2 separate regions of the Sus scrofa genome follow, and region 1 is linked to region 2. A link is a contact called in public HiChIP or PLAC-seq data. All regions are on one chromosome and are shown on one strand. The core of a region is the stretch at or near the end of the contact, and the rest is flanking DNA. Distances in the headings are between cores, read along the strand shown. Region 1 holds the start of COG8 (conserved oligomeric Golgi complex subunit 8). Region 2 holds the start of CHTF8 (chromosome transmission fidelity protein 8 homolog).

Evidence for each region. HiChIP or PLAC-seq counts read pairs in DNA pulled down with a chosen protein or histone mark.
Region 1: an H3K27ac HiChIP or PLAC-seq map of alveolar macrophages shows a contact between it and region 2. The contact joins the promoter of COG8 here to the promoter of CHTF8 in region 2. A contact is called at or near these places in 2 of 47 Hi-C or Micro-C datasets (brain and heart right ventricle) and 2 of 2 datasets of contacts at active chromatin or transcription factors (alveolar macrophages and skeletal muscle).

What each region holds. Positions count from the first base shown.
Region 1 is chr6:17,644,154-17,646,853 of Sscrofa11.1, reverse strand. It overlaps COG8 (conserved oligomeric Golgi complex subunit 8), which reads right to left and starts at 1,310. Exons shown (of 6, transcript XM_003126905.6): 1 at 815-1,310. The coding sequence starts at 1,302. NIP7 (NIP7, nucleolar pre-rRNA processing protein) reads left to right here and starts at 1,450. Exons shown (of 5, transcript NM_001048071.1): 1 at 1,450-1,542; 2 at 1,662-1,748; 3 at 1,845-1,983. The coding sequence starts at 1,487.
Region 2 is chr6:17,816,826-17,819,525 of Sscrofa11.1, reverse strand. CHTF8 (chromosome transmission fidelity protein 8 homolog) reads right to left here and starts at 1,342. Exons shown (of 4, transcript XM_021093878.1): 1 at 1,234-1,342. UTP4 (U3 small nucleolar RNA-associated protein 4 homolog) reads left to right here and starts at 1,109. Exons shown (of 17, transcript XM_021093876.1): 1 at 1,109-1,436; 2 at 2,531-2,691. The coding sequence starts at 2,533.

The DNA.
Region 1 (2,700 bases), core at 61-2,560, 170 kb after region 2:
AAAGCAGAATTTGTGGATTGAGGTTCGAGAGAGGCAGAATATGGCTCGAGGAGATCCTGTCGTGGAGCAGTGGAAAGGAATTCGACTGGTATCCACGAGGACACATGTTTGATCCCTGGCCTCACTCAGTGGGTTGGGGATCCAGAAATGCCGTGATCTGTGGTGTAGGTCGCAGATACAGCTTGGATCTTGCAATGCTGTGGCATAGGCTGGCAGCTGTTATCTCCAATTCGACCCCTAGCCTGGGAACTTCCATATGCTGTGGGTTCAGCCTTAAAAAGGGAGGGGAAAAAAAAAAGAATATGGTTCCGATAGGACGGTTTGTTTGGATTTTTTGGATAATTTTTACTGCCCCCGAATGAGAGGATTTCCTTGGCATTCTCCTATCAATGAAAGTTTTGGAGCCAACGACCCTGGTCCAAGCTACTGTGTGTACCTGTGTGTTGTGTGTATATGTATGAAGGTGACAACTGTAGAGTGTTAATTATGTCAGATCCAATGATAAGTGCTTTGCATGGATTCTCTACTTAGCGCTCACGACAGCCCTACGAGGCTGCTGGGTTCCAATTTTGACTTCGAGACTTACTAGCTGTGCCTTGTGTCAGTCACTAACCTCTGTGTCTCGACTTCCTCATATACAAAATGGGAATAATACCTACCTCGAAGGCTGCTGTGACGTTTAAATGGATTAATAAAATGCTCAGATGAGAGCGTGGCACCTGGTAAGCGCTATCTAAGTGTTAGCTATTTCCCTCATCGTAAATATTAGCTGTCACAGCTCTTAAAAGCCCCTTAAACGCTGGGCCCGCCGCACCTGCAGCTCTGCTGGAAGCTGGGCAAGCGGTCGAGCAGGCGGCCGAGCGACTCCTCCACGTCGCCAAAGAGGCGATGTATGCGCTCGGTGCACTCGGCGCCGCGGATGAAGGTCTTGTAGTTGGCGAAGGCCAAGTCGCGCGTCTGCTGCAGCAGCTGCGCTCGCTCCTCCGCCAGGCGCTCTGGCTCGCGCCGCAGCCGATCCAGCCCCGAGCCGCTCAACTCCCTGAGGTAGCGGCCCACGTCGGGCCGCTCCCGCCACTGGGCCTCTGGGAAGCGGTCCCGGAACAGCGATGCCAGGAGCCCTTCATCCTCCACCTCCCCGAGAGCAGCCGCAGTGGCCGTCGCCGTGGCCGAGGCCGCAGTTGAAGCAGGGATCGTCTCCGTCGCCGCCATCTTCTCAGCAGCGGCGTCCCTTCGCCTCCCGCTCGGCGAGGGCGCTGGCTCGGAATCCAGGACCGGAAGCAACGCCGCACTTCCGGTCTCCATGGCGCCTCACCCGGCCGGCTTGCATTCCCCGCTGGTCCTCCAAGGCCGCGGGGCGCTCGCGTGACGAACCACGCGAAGGCAGCTAGAGAGGCCGGATTTGAGGTTGCCAAGGAGAGGCGGGAGGCTGGCCTTCCGTTTCCGGCGACTGAGGCACGAGGATCCGGTGTTCCAGCCCAGCGGGAAAATGCGGCCTCTGACTGAAGAGGAGACGCGTGTAATGTTTGAGAAGATAGCAAAATAGTAAGAACGCCCGGGGCAGATGAGGGAGTGCGTGCATGGCGGGGAGGGCTGTGGGTAGAGCGGGGCCGCGGGGCCGGGACGAGTCCGGGCGCAGCCTCCAGCCTCTTTTCTGCTTTCAGCATCGGGGAGAATCTTCAGCTGCTGGTTGACAGGCCCGACGGCACCTACTGTTTCAGGCTGCACAACGACCGGGTTTACTATGTGAGGTGAGGCGGGGCTGGGTAGGCAGCATGGACCCGGGTGGAGGCCTGGGTCCCACCAGCCTCCCTTATCTGACACCTCCTTCTTCCTTACCCTTTCAGTGAAAAGATCTTAAAATTGGCCGCTAATATCTCTGGTGACAAGCTGATGTCGCTGGGAACGTGCTTTGGAAAATTCACGAAGACCCACAAGTTTCGGTTGCACATCACAGCTCTGGATTACTTAGCACCTTATGCCAAGGTTTGTGGGGAGTGGTTTTCAGCCCGCTTCTAGGGATGGGGGCGGTCTAGGCTGAGGGCCACATCAGACTGCAGATAATTGGGCACCTGCGTTAGTCCCTGAGGGTGCCTAGGATCAGTGCCAGCACCTGGAGATGTTCCTACTTAGATCTTGCTGCTTGGGCGTGGTTGGGGCTGCGTAGTGATTGGAGTAGTATCTCCAGCAAAGTAGAAAAGCCTTTTCTGATCTAGTTCAAGAGGAAAAAGTAAATAGGAGGCTGCGGTGAGGAGCATAGTGGGATCCAGAAAAAGCCGTTAAACTGCCCGTGGGAAAGGTCGATTGTAGAGTTGAAGGAACCTCCTAGCAGTTCTGAACAGTTTGAGGGAAGCATGCCTTTTTCTTTCTTTTCCTTGAAATTTGTATTATGAGATAAAGGAAGTACAGGGATGAAATAAACAGCATGGGGGAGTTCCTGTTGTGGCTCAGCGGTTAAGGAACCCGACCAGTATCCATGAGGATGCACGTTCTATCCCTGGGCTCAGTGGGTTAAGGATTGGACCTTGTGGTGAGCTGTGGTGTAGGTTGCAGAGGCAGCTCAGATCTGACGTTGCTGAGGCAGCTGCAGCTGCAATTTGGCCCCTAGCCTGGATACTTCCATATGCTACGGGTGTGGCCCTAAGAAGACAAAAAAAAGAAAAGAAAAAAAACTTTGTTCATAAAGAAAGAAAAAAATTAACC
Region 2 (2,700 bases), core at 93-2,592:
ATCTGTAGACAATGGGGTGGAAAAGATGGCTTCGGTCGATCTGAGTTACTCCAGTTTTCTCCATCTTCTGCTACTCTGCAGCCCCTCTACCCTTCCTCTTACTGCTGTAGCGTACTATCTTCCCCAAAGCCCCTTCCTTTACATAGCATTGCTTGAGGCCTCCCTCTGTACTGGGTTTTCCTCCCACAGGCTCCCCACCTTCTCCACCCTCTCCGCTGGCCCCCTACCCGCCTTCAATTTGAGCTACTAACACTTCCCATTCCTAGCCCCGCCCACTTTCTGGACCTCTCAATCCGCTTCCCCTCTCTTACCCAACCCCCTCCAAAATACCCCCACACTTTCTCTAGGACCTCTTACCCAGATGTTTAACCCTTTCTCTTATCTCCCAAGTTAAACATTCTTTATGCCGCCTTTCTCCACATCCCCCCCTCAGAATAGTCTTCCCAAACCATTCACTCTCCTCCCAAAGGCTGCTCTAAAAACGTTATTCCTACCACCCTCATTCTTCCCTATTTCCCCCCTCAATTCCAAAGTACTTCGCCCCTCTAGGACCGACCCCACCCGACTCTTCTCCCGTCTCTTACTCCGCCCACAAAAGAACCTGGATCATCCGCCAGACTGTCTCCTCCTTCCAACCATCCTCGCAGTTATCGCTTTCAGGAGCCTTTCCTCCACGATTTAAAATGTCCCCTCGAAAGAACCTCAGAGTCCTACCCCACACTAAGTCCCCTTTCTGGTATTCCCACTGCTTCCTAGATTCCAGTTCTACCCGACTCCCGAAAGCATCGCGTGCTGGGCTCCTTCACCACCCAGGGAAGAGCCCCTTTCCGCACATACCTCGAGGTTCCGGCCTGCGCCGCCCCCTTATCCGTCCTCCGCCCGCGCTCGGCCACTCTTTCCGCCCTTCTCCCGCTCCGCCCTGCTCGCACCCTTCTTTCCATCCGCCTTCCGACTCCACACCGCTTCCTTCCCCACAATTCCCAGCCCTCCTACTCCGGGGGCCCCTCTGGGTCGCCCCCACCTCTGCGCGGCCCTCCCCGCTCCCCTCCCCCTTCCCGACCGCCCCTCCCCCGCCCGGCGCTCCCCGCCCCTCGGCTCGCCATTCTTCTCAGCGAGCCGCGCGCCCCGCCCGGCCCCAGCTCCCTAGCTTCCCGCTCCCTCGAACCCTCAACCCCATCCCCGGCTCGGCCCTCGCTCCCCGCGGCCTCCCACGCTCCCTGCCCGCGGCCTGACCTGCAATGGCGGCCGCCGAGCGCGGCGCCGCGCGGCCAACGGGCGACAACCGAACCTCCCGCCGCCGTCGCCGCCGCCGCGAGCACTGCCTGCGCACTTCCGGCCTTGCGCCGCGAGCACTTCCGGGGCAGAGCACGCGAGCGCGCGCGCACGTGGGGCCGGGCGGAGAGAGGGACCGCCAAGAGTAGTGAGCCCTTCCGCGGGTGAGTTGGGCAGGGGGCGGGAAGCGGGGGTGACGGGAAGAGTTGGAACTGGTGCTGCCTGCACTAAGTCGACGCCCCGCGGAGCTCGTCGATTCCCTAGTGTCGAAGTCGGGTGGGGGCTATTCCGGAGAGAGAAGGGGCGAAGGAGCCCTCGCGCGTTTCATACGCCCTCCTAGCCTGGTCAGGCCGAGGTCGCCTGCTCTGCAGACAGGTTTCACACACCTTGAAGGGAAACGGACAAGGGGTGAACCAGACCCGAGTGTGTATATTGAGGGCAGCAGAGCGCGGAGTAGGGGAGTAGTTGACAGATGCCGGACCAGTCCCGTCGCTTCCTCCTATTGAGAAGCTCTGGGTTCTTCCTGTTCCATCAGCCCCCACTGTCAATACCGTAGTTGAGTCTGTGATTTGCAAACTTAGCATGCCAAAGAGATAGAGGTATTTGCCAATGTGCAGATTCTTAATCGGTCTCCCCCACCTCCCCGCCACCCGCCAAGAGGTTGGAATTCTGGAGCTATGGAATAGGACCCATAATCCTGCATTTTTTAAAGCCGGTTTTAGAGATAATTTTGATACAGGAGTTCTGCAGATCTAACTTTGAGAGACTTTTAGTCTGTCAACATGTTTTGCCTCTTTTTTTATTCTCCTCTTTACCACCCCCACTCTCAGAAGCCCCACGCACAAAATACAAAGATACAGGAAGACTTTAATTCTACCTCAAATACAACTGAAGCTCTAATTGACCCACGCAAGTGCGCCTCCCAGTTAGAGAATGAGGTTATATTCAGTGTTTTGCTCTAAGATCAGGTTTTTAGATTCTTCTCCTTTTCCTGGACCACTTCCTTCAATGAGTTGTCAGGATTGCTAGGAATCTGAGTGATGCTTTATGTGTTGCTCTTTTTTCTGTTGAAGAGTCCTGAGCTTCTGGAGATTGATAGATTCTGTATGGGTCACGAAAGCATCATTAAGTGGATGTTTAGAAATGAACCTCTGTGGGATATAGCTGAAGTCTTCTACCTATACCAGTGGTTAAATAAACAATATGTGTGTCATACTGTGGTTGATGTTTTAACAATAATTCTCTTTTTCCCCTCTAGGAATGGGTGAATTTAAGGTCCATCGAGTACGTTTCTTTAATTATGTTCCATCAGGGATCCGTTGTGTGGCTTACAATAACCAGTCGAACAGATTGGCTGTTTCACGAACAGATGGCACTGTAGAAATTTATAATTTGTCAGCAAACTACTTTCAGGAGAAAGTAAGTCAT